2 separate regions of the Cricetulus griseus genome follow, and region 2 is linked to region 1. A link is a contact called in public Hi-C data. All regions are on one chromosome and are shown on one strand. The core of a region is the stretch at or near the end of the contact, and the rest is flanking DNA. Distances in the headings are between cores, read along the strand shown.

Evidence for each region. A called contact is a pair of places that touch in the nucleus more often than the background predicts.
Region 2: a Hi-C map of fibroblasts shows a contact between it and region 1, with 4 times the contacts expected there. The contact joins the promoter of Rasl11a here to the enhancer-like site in region 1. A contact is called at or near these places in 4 of 8 Hi-C or Micro-C datasets (the CHL-YN cell line, the CHO-K1 cell line and fibroblasts).

Annotation. Positions count from the first base shown.
Region 1 is chr4:82,544,719-82,551,179 of CriGri-PICRH-1.0, forward strand. No RefSeq gene overlaps it. Among named protein-coding and RNA genes, the nearest start is that of Usp12, 86 kb to the right of the region's middle. Within about 2 kb of position 1,518, at least 1 of the 6 cell types and tissues checked has open chromatin away from gene starts, as enhancers often do. A contact at or near this core is called in fibroblasts, where this site is marked.
Region 2 is chr4:82,679,878-82,685,835 of CriGri-PICRH-1.0, forward strand. It overlaps Rasl11a (ras-like protein family member 11A), which reads left to right and starts at 1,921. Exons shown (of 4, transcript XM_027413680.2): 1 at 1,921-2,164; 2 at 2,439-2,495; 3 at 2,630-2,709; 4 at 3,864-4,581. The coding sequence starts at 2,041. The coding sequence ends at 4,331.

The DNA.
Region 1 (6,461 bases), core at 268-2,767:
TTTCCACCATCTTAAATAAAATGGCAGAGCCTAAAAGTTTCCCAGTACTGAGAGCTTGCTCAGCGCATGGAAGATAGCTGTGGAATCTAGTCTTGCAGTAGGTCCCAAAAGAGTGAAAAATACCACCAGGAAATGGCCTGATGCTGCTGGGGTAGAGAGTGGGGATGGATGGGCCACACCAGCCAGAACCTTAGCAATATCCAGGCTGGCTGGATGGCTGCATACCATGGGAGCTACTCAGACTCTGCCTGGCATTGGTGGGGTGCAACAGGGGTTTTTAAAGGTACTCTTTGGGAAAGACAAGGAAAAAAAGGATGCTGTCTACAGCAGTCCCATAAGCCCTGGTAATAGCATCAATGTTTTAAAGTTTCTAAAGATCTTCTCAGTAGCCTGTGTTCAAAGACCTACTTGGAGTCAGTCTTTCCCCTTTGCAGTCACCACACATGTGTTTTTAAGTGTGCAGAGGGGATTTTTTTTCTCTCCTTACAACTAAATGCACTCGCTACTATGTGTGCCGTGAGAGAAGGTGACTCTTAGATTAAATAAGGGACCCTGCAGGCCAACGGGAAGACTTTGGAAGTCTCACTGTGTAGCCCTAGCTGGTCTGGAACTCACTGCGTAGACCAGGATGTCCCCAAACTCAAAGAGATCCTCCTGCCTCTGCCTCTCAAGTGCTGTAGTTAAAGGCATGCATCGGGTGTGGATGCAATCAGAAGCATACTGGAAGCATCAGCAAGAATCCAGAAGCCCTTCCATAGAGTTCAAACTGACATGTACAGAGAAATGTTCTACAGAGCTCTTACCCCAGAACTGCTTTGGTGTACCTCATGGGACACTTAAAGGATTCCAAGGCTCATTTTATTTGGACATAATTCTTGCCTTTCACTCTGAGGTCAGATGCCAAGCTCTGTTCCTGCAACTGATGTGACTGCAAACACCTTTCCTATTTTGTTCTTGAGGGATGTGTGCCCCCTTCCAGCCCTGGACGGACTGCCCTTTTTGGATTTTTGTCGATTCTGTCCCCAAACACATTTGACCTAGGTCAAAGACTGCGCAGCAATATCTCCTCAACTACAGAGAAGTAAAAAGCAAAGAGAAAAATAGCTGTCGATAGGAGTCTCTCACCTTTAGATTTGAGTTTTTTTTCAACCTGTACCCTGCATGCATATTTCCAGGTCAAAAAAGTGATGTGTCATCTTACAGCTTATTAAAGGGAATGAGGAGGAGTTGGTGGTAGAGAAAGAAGAAAAGAGATGTAAAAGAAAAAGAATTCACAACACACATGAAGGCAGTAACAGGCGCCACTCAGTCTGCAGCTGGCCCAAGTTTATCTCTGACCATCCCCGGCAGTTTGAAACATTACAGTTCACTGATAACCAGAGTGACTAAGCGCTAAGGCTGCTTGAATGTCACCCTTGCAGCACCAATAAAAAACCCATAACTCCTGCCCTGGCAGAGTACTGTGGCCAGCACGCCGACGAAGGGATGGTTATATTACCCAACCACGGGTTACAAATGGCTTTGTAATCAGTATCCTCCTTACCCAACTTAGCCTGTGTGGCCCTCAAGCCAGCTTAGCCCTGGAACAGATGCAAGGCCTTCCGCTTCCTGGAAAGTGGATGTCTGAGAACTGAAAATTCCTGGAGCCAGCTTTCTCAGAGCTCAGTCATCTGCAGTCAACCCAAAGCTAATTCCTGGGTCATTTGGAATAGCACAGGGTCTGACAAGCCCCACTCCTACTGAGTGAGAGTCAAGGGGTAGTGAGAACCTTTCAAAGAATCTGAAGGGCACTGAGGCAGAGATAACACCCCCCAAACCAGAAGAGGGGACACATGCCAGCCGAGGTAGAGATTGTTGTCATTTTTAAATGATTTCTTTATTTTTTATGTGTATCAGTGTTTGCCTACATGCATGCATGTTTACCACGTGCACACAGTAGCAGAGGAATCCAGAAGAGGGCATCAGATCCCCTGGTGCTGGAGTTTCCAATGGTTGCCTGTCACCATATGGGAGCTGGAACCAAACCCAGATCTTCTGCAAGAGCAGCCAGGACTTCTAACTACTGAGCCCTCTCTCTAGCCCTGATTGTTGCTGTTTTAAAGAAAGATGACTATGAGAAAACCAAATGTGATTCATTTTTTATGTGCATATTTGTCAGTGTGAGAGTACAGATCCCCTGGAACTGTAGTTATAGTTCTGAGCTGCCATGTCGGTGCCGGGAACTGAACCTGTGTCCTCTGCAAGAGCAGCCAGTGCTCTAACCACTGAGCAATCTCTCCAGTCTCTGCAATTAATTTTTAAATTGAGATGTGTGGATAGCTGCTCCCACTGACACAGGCCCAAGGGCTCATTGAGTCCCTAAGGTCCGTCCCAGGGGCTTTGTACCACACTTCCAGCAGACGGCCAGGTGGTGATATCATTCAGTAACTAAAGAGACTTTTTATTTCTTTAAAAAGACTTTGGTATGATCTGGATGGTAAGGTTCACACATGCTAGCAAGATGTCACACACGTGTACATGTCCGTGTATACAGCAGCCAGATGACCATTGACAAAAGCATTTCCTGTCCCCTGGTGCCTCATGCCCCTTCCAAACTAAGGCCCCTTGGCCTCTCACCCCACCAGAAGTATGGTTTGAACTTCTAGCGCCGTAGATTTGTGGTATCTGCTTTTACATTTTGAATAAATGGATTCACAGACCACATTTATGTCTTGGCTTTTTAATCATACTGTCTTTGAAATGTTTGTGTATCTGCTCAATACACAAAGTGGGGACATCGTCTTTTTATATGAGGCTCAAGAATGTTGGCAGTTGTAGTAGGTTCTGGGAAACCTGTTTAGAAATGCCTTCCTTGAGTGAATTTAATCCTTGGCGAGAAACCAAGTTGGCTCTAGGGTCAAAAATAAATGGCTATGTTTAAGTCTGAAGTCATTCCAACAGATGGAGTGCCAGGACTGGATAGTGGCCGAGAGATGAGCGTGAAAGTCAGCGGCAGCTCACAGCACTGAGGGACAATTCAGTGTCAATGTCAGAGTGCCAGAGAAGGCCAGTGAAGGTTCAGGAAGGGTGGCCAGATCTGAGAATGGGGACTAACGGGGTTTTTATTGTTTTGTTTTACTTTAAAGACCATGGATCCATAAATTCTGATGCCAACTCGCAACAGCATGCAACTGCAAAATTGGCCAGTAGGTGGCAGGTTAAGACCAGTCATTCTCCACGGAGCATCCAGCCTGGCTGAGGATAAATAGACTCTCTCTGAGCCAAAAGGCAGGAGGAGTGTAAGGAGTAAGTATGGCTGGGGTGGAAGGATGCAGATCTCCACGCCACTCCAGAACCTGACCGTGCTTCAACTGTTACTTTAGCCTTTTATCTAAGATCATTGATAGGACTTTTATCTAAGATCACTGGCAGGAATTAGACTCTTTGTTCTTGCCTTCCCCCACAGCTCACCCTGCAGTTCCCCCCTTTCCCTCCCACAGAAAAGAGCTGCTACGTTAGAAACAAACAACAGTTTGATATATGATGCTCTTGAGACTTAAACATAGACAGCTAAGAGGGTAAAATCACGGCCATTGTGTATCTATGAAAATATAAGTTAAAGTCATGCACACTGACAGTTCAAGGTTCCCTGGATGCAGGGTCTCTCCAAACTTGGCAGTTCTGAATTCGATTGTCTGCAATATCCCTGGCCACCAAAGCCAGACACCCCGTTCCCTCTTAGGTCTCCTGCTCCAAGGATTGTATTCAGGACAAGGATTTCAACAAATTCCAGCCTCTGCTGTGAGCTCCTGTTTTAACCGTGAGCTGACCAACTCCAGGCATGCATATCTTACTGTTACTTCCTGAAGTTCACACACCAATTCCTATTTCATTGTGTTTTTCTGATGCTGTTTTATTTCAGGCGACTTCCACAATATGAAGCAGGGGCCTGTGACTGGCGGTATGTCTTTGTTATCATCACTCTCTGAGTGTACTAAGTATGTGTGCTGTGGCTGGGCCCGAAGGAAGCAGTGTGCACACTCTCTAATTGTCACATCTCCGTGATGGCAGCCACAGAACCAAGGATTTTGTCTGGTAAGGAAGGCATGGCAGCAAAAAGAGGCTAAGGCTGCGGAAGGCAGGTGGGGTCGTGATGGAGTGTGGCCTGACCCCCTCAGCCAGCACCACCTCATCTGTGTTTTAGGGGAAGATCCCAGTGTGGTTGGTAAGTGCACTGACTGCAAAAATAGACTGTGTGGTGAAGACGGATATACCTCAAGCACGTGACCCTTGTCCAAGAGCCAGATGTGGGGTCACCAATTGCCTGGGCTGTTAGAACCTCAACAGTTCTCAGTGAAGATGAAAGGGAGACTGTTAGACACAAATGCTGCTCAGTGGTTAAGAGCACTGACTATTCTTCCAGAGGACCTGGGTTCAATTCCCAGCACCCACATGGCAGCTTACAACTGTCTGTTCCAGGGGACATGACACCCAATGCAAAACACACCAATGCATATAAAATAAAAAAAAAATGCTGATTGCATTAAATATGAAGGTTTTTCAGATAGACCACTTCAGGGATGAACTATTATGAAGCTCTTTGTGCTATTTTATGTTTTTATGGTTATATACATAGTGTACATGTATTACACATATGCATGTATTCTCAGCCAGAGCAGACATCGGGTGTCATCTTTTGTTACTGTCCACTTTGTGCTGCCCTGGGCGTGCTGTTTTGGCTGGGCTGATTGGCCATTGAACACTTGGGATCCGCATGTCTCTACTCAAGATTGCTGAGATTTCAGGTGTGGGCAGCCGTGCCCGGCTAGTACATGGTGGCCAGGGATTCGAACTCAGCTCTTCTCACTTACAGAACAGCTTTCTTGTCCACTGAGCCCCAATTACAAAGATTTTTGACATAGTCTCCCCATTTTCCTCTGCTTATATGTCTGTGTTCAGCTCCTTCCCAGCTCCCCCCAAAGAGTTTTCACGTTTTAAATAATAAACTGTGGGTCTGGAGAGAGGTTGAGTGGCTAAGACACTTACTGCTCTTCCAGAGGACCCGAGTGCAGCTCCCAGCAACCACATGGTGGCTCACAAACCCCTGTAACTATGGCTCCAAGGGCTCTGATGCTTTCTTTGTAGGTGCAGTCACGTAACAGCTCCTCCTTTTCTGAAGCGAAGAATGGCACCTGGCACCTCCTGCCTGCCTGTGACTCTTTCATTGGCTCCAAGTGCATCTTCAAACTCAAAATGGACAAAAACGACTTATTTCTTACAGCCTGAATTCAGCTCTTGGCTCAGCTCTTAGGACCCCATCCAGGAGGAGAGACAGACTGAAAGGGCCGCCTGTTTTGGCTGCTCTTGATTATACATGAGTAGGGATGGAGAATAGCATAGGAGGGTAGTGATGCTGGCCTCTGGGTGGCTGTGTCTGCAAGGGAGAATGATGCAGGCTGAACATGGGCCACACCATCCCCATCAGCTGCAAGCCTATGGTGGCATAAAGGAGGGACAGGCATCTCACCCATCCCTTCCTATCCCCTGAGAAATGAGTTACTTTGCTTCCCACCACACATGGCCTGCCATGGCAGATTAACAACTCTGAAACTGAACCAAAAGGAATCCCTTCTGCTTTGCTTACGTGTTTAACATGATTAAAAACAACAATGTGACTAACACCTGCCTAATCACAGAAAATACAGAGCTCTCTTCTGAGACTCATGTCTCCCCAGCCACCTTCCCTACACCATCCAAGCAATGGCTCAGCCTCACAGCTACAGCCCAAATTCTCCACAGATTTCATTCTGCCTCAGAAGCATCTGAGGTCCTTTATGGGCATTTAGTGTCTTCAGAATGAGTAGCCTGCCGCCGCAAGCAAGGCTCAACCAGTTATCTGGGTTCTCTAAAGCAGGTCATATTGAGCAGGCCCTTCTACTGAGTTAGCTTTACCTCCAAAATACACTCTCATTACCACACATGTATGTACACTGTCTTAGTGTTTCTATCACTGTGATAAAATGCCAGAACCAAAAACCACTTGGGCAGGAAAGGGTTTATTTCAGTTTACAGTTCCAGATCACTTCTGGAAGTGCTGCTTTGGTCTGTCCCTCCTCCCTGGCCATCATCAGTATATAGATGCTTTCTTCTCTGTCTCAGCCACCTTCTGAACTGATTGTCTGTGGCTCCAGCACACTGGTAACCTGCGCAATCCATCTCAGATGTCAAATCAGAACCCATTTCAAGTCCTCTTTACAGTTGTTCCACATCCACACACTTCCTAGGGTTCTCTGACATGGGTGTTGGCCATTTTTTAAAAACTAATATATAAAAGCCTAAACATAAGCATCTTTGTGAGGCACTGTGTTGTTCCGATGCATGATGTTAAAGTGGGATTGTGTATATTCAATTCCTCAAACATTTATCAGTGTTTTGAAGCATATAGCCAATTTTTGTCACCTGTAGTCACCTGGCTACATAGC
Region 2 (5,958 bases), core at 671-3,170, 140 kb after region 1:
GTCTGTGTGCATGTGTGTATTTTTTGGAGGGCTTCTTGCCCCTTTAGGTATCCACACTTGCTGGGGAAAAGGGTTTATGGCAGGACTCATTCCCTGTGGAAACAGACAGCAAACAAATATTCCAGTTGTAATGACAGTAGAGATTGAGACTGTCTGCCAAGGGGTCCTGAGAGGCTAAGATGGAGGTAGCAATGCCGGCAGTAACTCCACTGTGTCCTCAATAAAGGGGCAAGTAAGCAGAGATGCCATCTATTCTAGCTGATGAGGAGCATTCCGTATTCTTTAGTTGAGAAAGAAGGGGTGAAGCAAGCAGGGAGACAGCCAGAAATGTGAGCAGAAGAAATCCTGGGAGTGAGTGATTGACCAGTGATTCGAAGGAAGTGGTCAGGAGAGGTCACAGGACCTGGCTTGGGTGACTTGCTGTGTACAGCACATCCATTAGCATTTTCAACAGCAAAATGACCCCATTCTCTGTCACTTCCTATATGCTAGCCCCTTCCACTACCGCTTGCTGCTCTGTCCTTAAAGGGGTGGGACAGGTCATCCCCATCTTAAATTCATGCTGGCCTCTTGGTTTGTACTGGTTACAGAATGCACCAGCCATGATGAGTTCTGCATTAGTGCCACTCAGCCTCCAGAGGCCTTGCCCACTTCCACTCACTGTCTTGGAACAGTGCTCAGCCACTCCGAGGACAAGCCTTGCCAACCTCCTGGATGAGCCGGCAGTTAGCTGCCAGACCTGAGTGAGTTTGGTGGAGCAATCCAGCCTGTCATTATTACCCTGGGGCTTGTAAATTCTCAGCTATAGCCTCAGAGAGCTCAACAGGCTTTCAAAACCTGTCCTAAGAACAGCCATGAATGTCGTACTGTAAGCTGTGTGGTTTGTCATGCTGTGCAAGCTAACACATAAAACTGGGATAGAGGAAGGCAATGAGTAAGGGAGGGGCTGTCTAGTAGACAGCTGGGCAGATGGGACTCAACTATAGAGACTGCAAGGCTTCTTTCTGCCTGGTTATGGTGGGATCCAAGAACCAGCCATATTTATCTTCTGTGCCTGCTTCCTCCTACTCACACCCCCTATTCTAAATTTCATCACATACCTACCTACTAGGAAATGTTTGAACAGTGAAGTAGATCCAGGAGCCAAGCGCACATGGTGGTATTTACTGTGGGGAATCAGGCCAGAAGCAAGCTCCCTGAGTTTGAGTGAGTCACTTCACCCTGCAACAGCAGGAAAGGGGCTGCCTGGGTTTGGATGCTGAGCTGTGGGAAACGACTGCCCCCTACGGGAGTTCTCAAGTAAGTGTCAGCAATTACCTTGGTTCATACTAAATTAGTAAATTAGGGCCCTTCCCCCGGCCCTACCCTTTTCCAAGGTGATGTCACCCCTCAGTACCCCTTTACTTTTTTATTATTATTTACTTATTTATTTATATATGTACATTTGAGACAGTCTTATGTAGTCCAAACTGGCCTTTAACTCAAACCCTCTATGTAGCCAAAGATGACCTTGAACATTCTGCCCCTCCTGTCTCCACTGGGTGTACCACCACACCCAGTTTACAGGGTGCTGAAGCTCGACTTCAGGGTTCCCATCAGCACTCTGTCAAATATTGGATTTCTTCTTCCCATTGTCCCAGAAACATCCATCCAGTTGCAGCTTTTGCTCTTCTGGTGGCCCAGCTGCTCTCTAATGTTCACGCTCCAGGCTAGTGGCCCATGCTGGCCGCTGCGGGTACTATCAGGACCCGGCAGGCACAATTTGAGCTCTCTTGGGCTCCACTGGCTTGGGACCCGCGCAACTGGGTGAGCAGAGCGCGTCAGGCGGCCTGGCGGTGCGCACGCCCGCTGGTGACAGTTCCCTGCGCTCACACTGCTCCCACCACTCCAGGAAGGGGCGGGGAATAGGAGGTGCTAAAGGCGCCTACCGGGCTCCCCGAGCTCTTTAAAAACCGTGAGCTGGGGACAACTCCGCTGGCCCGGCCGCATCCCGCCTTGTGTCCAGCCAGCTATCCTGCAGCGCGGTCGCGGGACGTGCCCATGCGTCCGCCAACCATGTCTGGGCACTTTCTGCTGGCTCCCATTCCCGAGTCCTCCTCCGACTACCTCCTGCCCAAGGACATCAAACTGGCGGTGCTAGGCGCGGGTCGTGTGGGCAAAAGCGGTGAGTGGGGCAAGGGATCGCGCCGCTCGGCGACAGCAGGGGTCCCCGCCCGCAGGGTTACAGGGATACAGGAAGCCCCCCTCCTGATTTCTCTGCCAGTCCACTCCTGAGCTCTGGATGGGGTTGGCGGCTGTTGAGGGTCGCTCCAGTCTCAACCGTCACATCCCACGGGGGAGCCACTTTATCCCGGGAACCTGGGGAAACGCGCGCTCTTCCCGTGGGGGCGACCACTTTGACCCAGTTCTTCAATTGATTTTCCTACTTCATTTTTCAGCAATGATTGTGCGCTTCTTAACAAAGAGATTTATCGGCGACTACGAACCCAACACAGGTTAGTTAGACTGGCTTCCTGCTCCTTGCCTTTTGTGCTTCAGTCTGTTTGTCCTCCCTCCCCTCCCTTGCTCCCTCTTTCCTTTGCTGACCAGAGCGTGAGAACTCAAATGCAAACTCCTCTTCGCTGTGCAGGCAAACTGTATTCGAGACTCGTCTATGTGGAGGGGGACCAGCTATCACTGCAGATCCAGGACACTCCGGGAGGCATCCAGGTAAGGACTGACTGTGAGGAGGGTGTGCGGTGAGATGCCTCGGCTTGTCTAATACGAATTTAAATGTAGGCGTGGGCTGTCTGTCACGGGTGAACTGAGGGTTGCGATGTTGGATGCCCTCCAAGGGGGAAGGGAATGGTTGGTTAGAACTAGTTTGCTCTTTTTTAAAACACTACTTTTAATTAATTAATTGTTTTAAAGATTGTGCCTTGCTATGGCCTCCTGACTGGCCTATCACTTGCTTTGTAGTTCAGGCCTGACTTGGATTTACTATAATCCTTGATGCCTCAGCCTTCCAAGTGTGGAGATTGCAGGCTGAGCCATCCCACAACTCCCCACCCCCCACTCCCCACCCCTTCAGCAGTAGCTTCTTTTGCAGCCCTGGCTGACCATCAAGGCCTGGGCTGCTTAGGCAGGTAACAACACTTTAAGAGAACATCCAGGAACAAATTAACAACACCTGGCCGAGGGGTGGGGGGCAGTGCTGGGGATGTAGCTTAGTAGTAAACGCTCACTCCGGCAGGTCCAGGGTTCAATACCCAGAACCACATTAAAGAAGCAAGCAGTAGGTGGGATTCTGGAGGGTGAGGGCCTGCTTCCTGGCCAAGGCTGCCAAAAATGTTAGGGGCTGTTTGTTTCTCCAAGCCAGTAATTGCAATCAGATAACCTCTTGGCCATCAGTATGGAATGCAACTTACTAATTGCTTAGCCCTTCTAGGGAGGAAAGGTCCTGTGGAAGAGTGCAGAGAAAGGAATTCGTTTTTGTAACATTCTCAAGAAGTTGACTGCTAAAAATATTTTTTATGGGCTTGGGAATAGATATTTATGTTGGCTTATTTCCAGAGTTTTGTTTGTTATGAATTAGTTCCCTGAAAACTAAGCCACTCTGGGCTGTAATTATCCTTGAGTCGTCAGAGTTCACTGAAAGCTGCCTGTGGAGCTGGGGGTTAGAAGTGTACATCCATACTAGCTCAGAAAGGAATCCAGGGTAAGCATTGGTCTGAGGCTTTCTCTGTCCAAAGCCTCTTACAGAATCGAGGTAGAGCCTGACAATCACATTTATTGACATCTCCATCCAGTCAGTGTTCCTCCAAGGGTTACTGCAGAATCATGTCTGAGCTTCTTTGACCAGGTCCCATTTTGGTTTTCCTCAGGCCCAAGATAACCTCAGCCAAACGGTGGACTCTCTGTCCAAGTGCGTGCAGTGGGCCGAGGGCTTTCTGCTGGTCTATTCCATCACAGACTATGAGAGCTACCAGTCCGTTCGGCCACTTTACCAGCAGATCCGGAAGGTCCACCCTGATGGAAAAGCCCCTGTCATCATCGTGGGCAACAAAGGAGACCTCTTGCATGCCCGGCAGGTGCAGACACATGAAGGTCTTCAGCTAGCCAATGAGCTGGGCAGTGTCTTCCTTGAAATTTCCACTAGTGAAAACTACGAAGACGTCTGTGATGTGTTTCAACATCTCTGTAAAGAAGTGAGCAAGCTGCACAGCCTCAGTGGGGAGCGGAGGAGGGCCTCCATCATCCCCCGGCCTCGCTCCCCGAACATGCAGGACCTGAAGAGGCGCTTCAGGCAGGCTCTGTCCTCCAAAGTAAAAGCCCCCTCTGCCCTGGGGTGACCCATCTCAGACAGACTGGTGACTTTTGTTATTACTATTATTATTATTACTAAGCATTTGTGCAGCCACAAAGACTGGGCCTGTCCCCTTTAAAACATATCGAGAGTTTATTTTTATAATGACTTTATTGGCTTTCAAGTGTATGTGTATTTCTGAAAATTCAGACAATGATTGACTAGATGTTGGATTTTTTTTTTTTTTTACTGTAACTGTTAGCCACTTTTCCATTAAAGGCAAAATGGCAATACTATTCATTGTTTTCTGAATGTCTTTTTATAGAAATCTTGCTTGCACGAGAGCCCAGAAGTGCTCAGTGCTTGGCCTTGAGTCTGAACTCTGATTGGCGTCTTGAAGTAGGGAGGGGGTCATGCAGAAAGAGGGAGTCAGCTCTGGGAGAGAGAAGTATGCAGAGGAGGGAAAGGGGTTTGCATAGCTACAGGATGGCCTTAATTAGGGCAGTTCTTCATAGTCAGGAAGTTGACACTGGTTTTCCAGCCCAGTGGTATGTTGGGAACTGATGCTAAAATGCAATGATCTGTCATTATTATTTACTTATTTGTACAAATGAGAGTGTAGCCGCTCTACAGAATATTTTGGAAAACAAAAGCCCAGCTAGATGCTGGCACATGCCCATGATCCTATCCAGAAGCATAAGTGTCAGACCCCCCTGAGCCACGTGTGGAAACCCCGATATAAAACTAGTGTCCTGGGATGGAGCTCAGTGATAAAATGCATGCTTGCTGTGCTCAAGGTCCATGGTTTGATTCCCCAGCACGTCCAAAGAGGGAAGACAATCCCCTTTGTCAGGATCCTTTATGTCAGTAAGTGAGCTTTGCTATCCAGGAGTGGCCTCCTTCCTCCTTCCCTTCCTGCATCCCAGACCCTCGGCCGTATATGGAAATAAGATCATCAAAGTATGATTCATGAACCAAAGATGCAGATGGGGAGTTATTTCACAGTGAACACAATCCATGGATAAGGGGCATTGACTTCCTGGTGAACAAGGACCAAAGTTGTTGCGGTCTTCCTTCACCATCAGGGTAGAAGCCTCTGGTAAAGCAGAGTATAACTGATATTTGAGATGTATCTTGGGTCTTGGGGATTGAACCCAGGGCCTTACACTCTAGCACTGAGCTTCACCCCAGCCTCTGAGGCATATCTTTTCCTGTGTGCCCTTTAGGAAGACGCTGGCTTGTGGACCACTATGGACACGAAGACAAAATAGGAGGGAGGTGTGGGTATTGAAGCACCTGGTGAGGGCTTGGAGACTGCAACACTGTTGCAGCCTGAGCTGTAGATCTTCAGGACTTGGTTAGGGATGGCCTGTCCACAGCTTTATCTCTCAAGGTGCTGGTAAACTCGTTTATACATATCTTGAAATCCAGGGGTTGAGATCAGTAAGTGGGACACTAACTAACTCACATATGAAGTCTGACAAGGGTTATGGAACTTGCTGGAGGGAGTAGATGTTCCTTTCAAGTTCTCAGGTGTGGTATTTGGCCGGAAGTTACACTGGAAGAGGAGGGGACACACTTCAAACAAAAACATCGTCAAGTGGCTATGTCTGTGCTTTTTGGAATCATCTAAAAGCTACATGCCCTCACCTTCTATTCATAAGCACACTCTG